Linked DNA regions of Mus musculus: region 2 is linked to region 1. Evidence: chromatin contacts called from public promoter capture Hi-C data. All regions are on one chromosome and are shown on one strand. Each heading gives the region's core, a stretch centred on a gene start, on an enhancer-like site or on the middle of the called end of the contact. The rest is flanking DNA. Distances are from core to core; before and after follow the strand shown. Region 1 has its middle 86 kb from the start of Rrp15. Region 2 holds the start of D1Pas1 (DNA segment, Chr 1, Pasteur Institute 1).

Region 1 (4,738 bases), core at 459-2,958:
TGTGTTAAAAATGGTTTCTTTACACTCTGTCAACAAACAAAAATTGTTTCAAAAAAACTCTAAGCATGTTTTGGGACCTGTGTATTTTCTTCCTCACTTCCATCACATTTTTATAACTTTCAAGTCGAATAAGCTTCATTTTAAATGCCCATCTCTTGAACAGAATTCTAAAGAAAAATATGTGGATAGTCACCCCTAAAGATGGTTTAAATTTTTTCTCATTTGCATAGCAAGATTTAATTTCCAACCCTTAAATATGACGAATTGCTGAGATTTTCTTCAGTTAATGCCTTTAACAGCTCCCAATAAACTTCATTAATCAGGCAAGCTCAGGCCCACTGTGTAGCCTGGAAACAGCTAATTTGCTTGATGAGACCCCGACTTTAGTGAATAAACAGGTGTATAATCTGAGGGCTTTATGGCCTTAATTATAGTCTAATCAGTTCAGCGGTTGGCGGGCAAAAAAAGAAAGAAACGGGGATGGGGGAGTCTCTTTTTCTAAAAGGAGGCAGCCGTACCCTTCCTTACACTTGGACTGCTGTCCTCCACGCCTGCCTCTCCCCGTGTTTCCTGCCTTCCATTCTCCGTTCTGTTTTTCACCAAGGCCTTCCTTTCTGTGGTCCCTGCTGCAGCCGCTTCCCGTGCTCTCCCTCAAAGCCGGTCTGGCTTCCCCATCTCTGGCAGAGCACCTCCTCGGATGCTGATGTCTTCCGGGGCTGCAGGGTCACTTTGCTCCCGGCCTCCTCCACTGCTCGCGCCCCGCCCGCACCTCCCCTCCCCGGCTGAGAACCCTCCCTGTCACCCGTGGGCCGCCTACAAAATCACTTCAAGGGCACTGGAACTTAGAAGGACGAGACAAAGCTTGGGCATATGGTCCAGTCCCCAGATGTTGCCTTTCTTCTTCCCAGGCCCACCTCCCCCTTGTCTGCTGCTGGTGCAGCCTCACGCCCCCATGGCCAAGTTCACCGCTGGGGAGAAGTGGCTTCATTCTGGTTAAGTCTTTTGTTTTTTCTGGCCTTCCTTCCTAGCTGATTAGCACCACAAAGTAGAAATTTCCCTGAGCCGAGTGATTGGTGTTTTAATTCTGCAAGAAAGGGACCTCTTGTTCGTGAACAGGACGTGGGGTGCAGAGGAGGGACGCGGAAAGACGAGGTGCTATGCCCGCACAGGACGCATCTGAGTGACTTGGGCCCTGGCCACCCAAACTGTTGTCCCCAGGCCTTGGCATCTCCTCTGTCCCCGCAGGAGTGCGCGAGTGTGGGTAAGATGTATACTCGTGCAGATGACTAGTCACCCCAAAGGAAAAAACGGAACTAGTCTCAGATCCGGGTCTTGGGGATAACTGCTCCCGCTCACCGGGGTGCGTCCTGGCACCTCCGGACCCCGCCTGCAAGTGTTCCTCGACTGTTAGGTGACCCCAGTTTGGGCAGGCGGGAACTTCGCGCCTTGGGTGGAAGTGGCAGTCCTGTGATCCGCGCTCTGGCTCATCCAGAGAAAGAGGCGGGCAGGCAGCCACCTAGTGCTCCCAGGACCAGCAGAAGCAACCGGGCCCCACTGGGCTCCCCTATTTCTGACCCCTTGCGGTCAGCGGGTAGCCCCTTGATAAGCCAAAATGCTTGTGGCGGAGAGTCACGCACATGCAGGCACCGCAGCTCTGGGTGGAAGAACTGTTGCCTAAGAACAGACTTGCTGGCAGCTGGCTGTTCACTGCCAAGCCCCCAGTCTCTTAGTCATGATGGATCCGTGAGCGTCCAGAGCTAGCGCGCCCCCTCCCCCTTCTTCATCAGCTGCCTTGATCTCTGCAGAACCACCCAACTTTCTTGGAGACCGTCAACAAAAGCGTGGGGAGCGTGGGTCTTCCGCAGGCAAACAATGAAAAAACCGAGAAGCCTGTTTGCATACGCATTACCCTGAACCCGACTGCCAAGGAAGAAGCCACCGGCATGCAGCAGGACTCATCTTATCTTGCCTGTTTTCATTTGTTTACATTGGAGGACAGTGGAAAGAAATAATACTGCCCAGGAAAAATAAAAAGGCAACCACAACCTCTTCCACTCGTTTTTTTTCTCTGAGCATGTCTGAATGTCCTCTGTGAACCCTCGGACAGTTCAAAATAATAATAATAAAATAATAATAATAATAATAATAATAATTTTTTTTAAAAAAAAAGCAAATTCTAACCCACGAAAGTGAGATTACACATTTAGATATTTTGTTATTGTGCTCGCCGAACCCCATCTCAGTGATGAGCCTCTGTGAGTGTGTCCTGTTTTAGTTTGGTTTGATCTGAAATGTCCAAACCGCTGATACTAATATTTTTTAAAAAATATTTAGTCATCTTTGAAACCTAAGCTCAAAGTATATAAACCACATACCCAATAAAATCTGCTGTGAAATTTTTTACTCTTTTGCAGTAGAAAGCAGGGTTCTGTGCCAAATGACCAAATCAAAGAAAATATTGATTGCTATCTAAAAGACACGTCACAGTGTATTTCACCATAAATATCTTCAGTAAGTGGTTGAATTAGCAGAAAATTATTTAAACTGTCCATGTTACAATTGCAACTTCTTCAAAAGCAGATCATGGCAATAAGTTAAACCATTTAATCATCCAATTTGTCATAATTAAATCAAAGGTTTGGAAAAGAACAACAGGGATGTGTGTATATGGATTTTTTTTTCTTTCTTAAATTTAGAATTCATAGTCTTCTTGGACAAAAGCTGGCCTTCGACCTTTTGTTCTTTTTTTCTTCCATGAGATCATAAAAAAAGAATGTATTGTGGCTGGGTGAGTGAGACATTTCCCGAAGAACGACCACGACAGCATCTTCTACTTATCTAAACTAAATTACAGCTTAATAATATCCAGTCTTGCTGCGTGGATGCTCTCGCACACCTGAGTGGCCAGGGCATCTTACTGCCTAATTTCTCTTTTGTATTATGTCTTGGTAATGAAAATACATTATTATTTCTCTTTAAAATCCCTCTTTGCCCCCTCCCGTGTCCAAGTTCTGAAAATTCTCAAACCAGTCCTGAGAAATACAAATGCACAAAGCGACAGGCGAAGCAGGCCCCGTGTTCAGCACTCAATCATTTCCTGTCACAGGTGCAGCCACTATGCGTTATCCCGCCATGATTGATAGAGTGGGTTTCTGCAGACTGGGGGAGCCGAGGAGGCTCAGACGGGGTCCTGTCATTTGGGCTCCATTTCATGCTACCTGTAGGGAAAAGCAAATTCTTTGTGGGGATTGGCTGTTTAGTGAGTTTTAAGTTTTACTTCCTCCTATATAATAGAAAGGTCATATTCCCTAAAAGCGAAGTATAGCTTTAAGGTTGATCTTAGAACAGACGTCATGCTAGGGAAATCAAGAAGGGTAATCATAACACAATAGACCTTGTTCCATGTAGCCTGTAAGTGTGCTACAGAACACACCTACAGCCATGTGTCTTATTACTGTGTTAGTAATTACTATTTTTTAAATCCTAGTGTATTAACAGAAAAATAATAAATGCCTTATACTCCCAGATGGTCACTTGAACTTGATGGCTGTATCAGAAGATTAAACAGAGGAGTTGATGTTGTTATGAGTTAATTCACTAGAAGATGAATTATGATATTATATTCCATTCAGTAATAAACAGAATCCTTGACTAACATCCAGGTTCAGGTGTTTGCATAAAAACGCAAGACAAAAAGCGGAGTCTTTATCATCCTACGTGTGGCTATCCCTCCCGTCAGCTGGGGTGAGGGTTTTTCTGTGTTTTCTTTTGCTGTGATCAGCCAACATCTTAACTTAATTAATGTAAGATCAAGGCTGACAACCATCACACTCCTGTTATGCAAAACTGTACAATCCTCCAGGTCCTTCACTTCGTTTTGAAATGGCTAAAGGCAAACTGATTTGCATAAGGAGATCTCAGATTTTAAAATGTAAAACTTCTTGCAATGGGATTATTAAGTGGCTTTCAACGATGCCCCCAGATGTTCAGGCACCACTGCAATGCTTTAATATTGTTCTTGTGGGTTTTTTTTTTAATATACACAGTCTAATCGATTGTTTAAAATGATAGAACTGGGGAATTAAATGACTTTTTAAATGTTCCATTTTTGACGGCAGAACGTTCTTCTATATCAATACGTCTCATTTTATAACTGCAGTGAACAACATGTGTTTTGCTGAAAATTTCTGCTAACAAATTATGATCCCAAAATGTTCATTTTTAAAAAGCTGACAAATTATATCCAAATAAAAGCAGGAGCAAGCACTGCAGCTCATAAATCTCTTGCTAGAAAAGGGACCACATTTAGAAAGATTTTTTTTTCTTTTACAAATTTTCCCTGTGATTGAGACAATCTGGCAAGCTCAACATTTAAAAAATATCTGATGGCTCAAATCAACCATTTAGGTTAAAGTTTTTTTTTTTTTTTTTATAAGAAACATGTATAAAGATGCACTAAATATATACTAATGGTAATTATATAGAAATTTTTTTTCCTTTTTAAAGCAAGATTAAAATGAGAAAGGATAGAACAATATAGATGTTTCTCAGTCAGCCATCAATGTTTAGGAAGTTCTTGGAAATCACTGTACACAGTAGCAAGCAAGTGCCTACATCCACGCAACTGTGAAACTATTGTACAAGCTCAAACACTGTCTGTCATTACATCTTTAAACCTTGATGTAATAGCTTTATTTTCATCATTTTTTAAAAAGCAAGTCTTTAAATATTCAGTTGG
Region 2 (4,808 bases), core at 1,498-3,997, 130 kb after region 1:
AACCTAATGACAGAAATTCCACCCTATCACTTCTATAGTCAAAGGGAGGGGAATAGTAAAACATGGAACTGCTGAGAAAGAGAGCTATTCTGGAAAGCTACCGACCTGAAATTCAACACCAATAATTTATTTGGAGGAAGAATTTTTAAAACTTAAGAGTTGGAGCAATATAAAGCTAAACATTTAACCAACCCCCTGACCACGACATAATCATAAGCCTAGGAATATCAGAAAAGCTATCAAGGAAGCTCTTGAAGTATTGAAGGTTCATAGCACTAAACTTGGTAAAGACTCGACATTCAGAATAAAGTTACTCATCTCACCTAGTTACCTCAAAGACCCTCTCCCGCCTTTCCCTAATTTTCAAAGTTCTTTTAAGCAGCATTCCCGAGTTCTAGTTGATACTATTTCTTTCTTGTAACAGCTCTGCTCCAGCTGCCCAGAAAGGTTTCCCCAATGCAAGTGTAACATTTTTGCTCTGGCAGGAGCAGGTTTCCCAACCAAAACTAGGCTGGGGCAGAAGTGTTACATCTCTGCTGCCAGAGATATCCTGGCGATCAGAAATCAAGGAAGGAAGACCACAGTCACACCACAGAACAAACCTCAGAGATCTATTGGAAGTAAAACTAGATCTCAGGAGGGTGGATAGCTCTGCTTGGTAGAGCAGCACCAGGGACCTGAGCAGGGCAGTGGCGTCTCTTGGGGGAAGCGGGGAGCTTTCAAGAAGGATGGTTCCAAGGTGAGGATTGGTAGGATTTCAATTCTTTACTTTAAGAGAGCTCAGGGATTGGTGGGTTTTCCCATTCAGGGATGTGTGTGTGTGTGTGTGTGTGTGTGTGTGTGTGTGTGTGTGTGTGTATGTGTACTGTGAGTGCGTGCGCTCAAGGATTGGTGGGATTCTGTTTCTTGGCCCTGGTCTCCAGCTTGAGGTTAAGTCAGGGTCAGGGTGTTTTTCCCTTTGGTCCTTTATTCTATACTTCTTATGGTGAAAAAATTTGACTAATTATGGTTTAGTAGCCTATACTGGTGTCAGTTGGGGACTCTATGTTCTCAGTAACTTTAAAAATGCATTTTAAAGCCGGGCGTGGTGGTGCACGCCTTTAATCCCAGCACTCGGGAGGCAGAGGCAGTTGGATTTCTGAGTTAGAGGCCAGCCTGGTCTACAAAATGAGTTCTAGGACACAGAGAAACCCTGTCTTGAAAAAAAAAAAATCCATTTTAAAATGGCATAAAGATACAAAGGACCTAACAGTTCATATAATTCAGAGTTTCAAAGGTTAGACAGACCTCAGACTTAATGGGATCAAGGAATCACCTTTTTGTCTAAGTTTCTGATCTCTGCTCTCCTGGGTATACTGACTTCGTTTTTCAGCTGTCCATTGTGGGGTTAAAGATCCTAAAAGAACCCATGAAAACAAACATCCTTCATCCACTCTCTTCTGTACTCCATACATCATATTCAATATATAGTGTCATATTGGTCAGTCATTTTTGCCTAGATTCTAAAGCTTCTGAGAGAGAGAGAGAGACAAGCCCTATTTTCAATTAACATTTATATATGGCAGAAGCAGGATGTACAACATCTATTATGAAATAAACCAGTAAAGATCTTTTCTGTTGCAGTTATTAAACCCCTTTAAAATTTTATGTGTCTATGTATGTGCTTGCGGTTTTATATGTGACTGCTGGGGTGCCAGAAGGGGGCATCAAATTCCCCTGGAACTAACGTTAACAGCAGTTGTGAGCCACCAGATATGGGTGCTGGGAAACCAAGTCCCCTCCTCTGCAAGAGCAGCCAGTGCTCTTAAGTGCCGAGTCATCTTTCCAGATTACAAATATCTTGCACAAAAACGAGTAGCACACATTTCGCACCATCCCTTAGACTTCCAAGGGAACCCACGGTCAAAGCCACATCTTTAAACACTATTTGGCCCAAATCACCCAAGCCCTCTCTCCTTGCCCATACTAAGCAAGATGGCCAAGGTGTTTATGCAGAGCAGGAGCCCCTCCAGCAGCCCTCAACCTGCACACCAGGGAGAAGAAGAGCTGGCTACAGGAGCAGGGTCCATGTCAAGTCGCGGATCTGGGGTGAATTCCACTCAGGTTTGATCTGTGGAGTTAAGGGCTCTGAATACCCGGCACTAGGAGATGCAAGGCAGCTGGTTTCCGTGTGTCGTTTACTCTGTGAAACCAGTGCTACCACCAGTCATCAGTGCCCTTTCCATGGCCTCCAAGCGGGGTCTGGGCAATTGTGGGGTGGCCCCCTCCACCTGGTCAACAGGTTCGAGCTTTCTGTCCTTACTTGGTCTTAAGGGAAACACATTCTCCACTCCCCTTTACCTCCCCGACCCCACCCTGGCCACCAACCGCCCCTTCCCCCTACCCCGCCCCCCATTCCGAACACTGTATTCAAGCAACCGTTTCCTACTGCACAAAATGGCCACTCCACGGGACACCTGTGGCCACGTGACCCGCTGCCCTCTTGGTTTTGGGCCTCTTTCCGCCTAACTCCGGTTCCAGAAAGGCTGCCCTCGGAGAAAGCAAGAGCTAATTAAACCGGAGAACCCCCACAGCTTGGAAACGACAGGAAAAGGTGGAGCGCGGGAGAGGACAGAAGGACAAACCCCAAAACACAACAAAAAACAAACGCCATAGTGAGCAGCGGAGAGCCAAGAGGCCTGCAGGAACTTTCAAGGCCTCACTGCTAGAGGGCAGAGTTCTCGCGAGATCTTGAGGACTTCCAAGGCACGCACGGAGGAAATCGCGGATTAGAGGGAAGGTGAAGTTCAAGCCAAACAGGACAGCGGTCGGGTTGATCGACGTTCCGGGGGCTCCGGGCTGCCGTGTACATCTAACTCCATTATGAACTCAACCGAGTGCTGTTCCGCCGCTGTAAGTCTGACAGGGCGGCGGGCCCTGTGACCGCATCGCGGGCGATGGCGCGCTAGGCCTGACCAGGAAGTCTCGCGAGATTAGAAATCGGCGCGCAGGAGCTGCGGCGGGCAGAAGCCATAGCGTTAGCTTGGAGAGAGGCCGTGAGAGGGACGGGAGGCCCGCGGCGCTGGCAGAGCGGGCTTTGGGGGAATCAGGTCGGCCACTGGACGGACAGACGGACGGACGGACGCGCCGTTCACCCCACAGAGGACCTCTGAGGTGAAACCATAGCTCAGCAGAGGCAAGCCCCAGAGTTCTCCGTACTCTTCAGGGATGAGTCATGTGGCAGAGGAAGATGAGCTCGGGCTGGACCAGCAGTTGGCTGGCCTAGACCTGACGTCTCGGGACAGCCAGAGCGGGGGCAGCACAGCCAGCAAAGGGCGCTACATCCCCCCTCACCTGCGGAACCGGGAGGCCGCGAAGGCGTTCTACGACAAAGACGGCTCACGGTGGAGTAAAGACAAGGATGCCTACAGCAGCTTCGGGTCCCGCAGCGACACGAGAGCCAAGTCCAGTTTCTTCAGTGACCGCGGCGGAAGCGGCTCCAGGGGAAGGTTTGACGAGCGCGGGCGGAGTGACTACGAGAGTGTTGGCAGCCGGGGAGGTAGAAGTGGCTTTGGCAAATTTGAGCGGGGCGGGAACAGTCGCTGGTGTGACAAAGCAGACGAGGATGACTGGTCGAAACCGCTCCCACCAAGCGAACGCTTGGAACAGGAACTCTTTTCCGGAGGCAACACTGGGATTAACTTTGAGAAATATGATGACATCCCGGTTGAGGCGACAGGGAATAACTGCCCTCCACATATTGAAAGTTTCAGCGATGTCGAGATGGGAGAGATTATTATGGGAAACATCGAGCTCACTCGTTACACACGCCCAACTCCTGTGCAAAAGCATGCTATTCCTATTATCAAGGAGAAAAGAGACTTGATGGCTTGTGCCCAAACGGGGTCTGGAAAAACAGCAGCTTTTCTTCTACCTATCTTGAGTCAGATCTATACGGATGGTCCAGGTGAGGCTTTGAGGGCCATGAAGGAGAATGGAAAGTATGGGCGTCGCAAACAGTATCCAATCTCCTTGGTCTTGGCTCCGACCAGAGAATTGGCCGTGCAGATCTATGAGGAGGCCAGGAAATTCTCATACCGCTCTCGAGTTCGTCCTTGTGTGGTTTATGGTGGAGCTGATATTGGGCAGCAGATTCGAGACTTGGAACGTGGCTGTCACTTGTTAGTAGCTACTCCAGGACGGCTAGTAGATATGATGGAGAGAGGAAAGATTGGACTGGACTTCTGCAAATACTTGGTGTTAGATGAAGCAGATCGAATGTTGGACATGGGCTTTGAGCCTCAGATACGAAGAATAGTTGAGCAAGACACCATGCCTCCAAAAGGTGTCCGCCACACTATGATGTTTAGTGCTACCTTTCCTAAGGAAATACAGATGCTGGCTCGGGATTTCTTGGATGAATATATCTTTCTGGCCGTAGGAAGAGTTGGGTCTACTTCTGAGAACATCACACAGAAAGTCGTGTGGGTGGAAGAAGCAGACAAGCGGTCATTTCTGCTTGACCTCCTGAATGCAACGGGCAAGGATTCCCTGATATTGGTGTTTGTGGAAACCAAAAAGGGTGCAGATTCTCTGGAGGACTTCTTATACCACGAAGGATATGCTTGTACCAGTATCCATGGAGACCGATCTCAGCGAGATAGGGAAGAGGCCCTTCACCAATTCCGATCAGGAAAAAGCCCAATTCTCGTGGCTACAGCAGTAGCTGCAAGAGGACTGGATATTTCCAATGTGAAACATGTCATCAATTTCGACTTGCCTAGTGACATCGAAGAATATGTGCATCGCATTGGCCGTACAGGTCGTGT

The links. Promoter capture Hi-C pulls out the DNA fragments that hold promoters and counts their contacts.
Region 2: a promoter capture Hi-C map of trophoblast stem cells shows a contact between it and region 1, with 4 times the contacts expected there. The contact joins the promoter of D1Pas1 here to the enhancer-like site in region 1. A contact is called at or near these places in 14 of 39 promoter capture datasets (the HPC-7 cell line, cranial neural crest, embryonic stem cells and 4 more), 4 of 15 datasets of contacts at CTCF or cohesin (embryonic stem cells, liver and stem cell-derived epiblast-like cells), 89 of 484 Hi-C or Micro-C datasets (the AML12 cell line, the C2C12 cell line, the CH12 cell line and 26 more), 17 of 115 datasets of contacts at active chromatin or transcription factors (a beta-TC-6 cell line, embryonic stem cells, epiblast stem cells and 2 more) and 2 of 9 other capture datasets (embryonic stem cells and pancreatic islet).

The regions. Positions count from the first base shown.
Region 1 is chr1:186,832,828-186,837,565 of GRCm38.p6, forward strand. No RefSeq gene overlaps it. Among named protein-coding and RNA genes, the nearest start is that of Rrp15, 86 kb to the left of the region's middle. Within about 2 kb of position 1,709, at least 48 of the 459 cell types and tissues checked have an H3K27ac peak or open chromatin away from gene starts, as enhancers often do. A contact at or near this core is called in the AML12 cell line, differentiating embryonic stem cells, epiblasts and 2 more, where this site is marked.
Region 2 is chr1:186,964,669-186,969,476 of GRCm38.p6, forward strand. It overlaps D1Pas1 (DNA segment, Chr 1, Pasteur Institute 1), which reads left to right and starts at 2,748. Exons shown (of 1, transcript NM_033077.3): 1 at 2,748-4,808. The coding sequence starts at 3,208.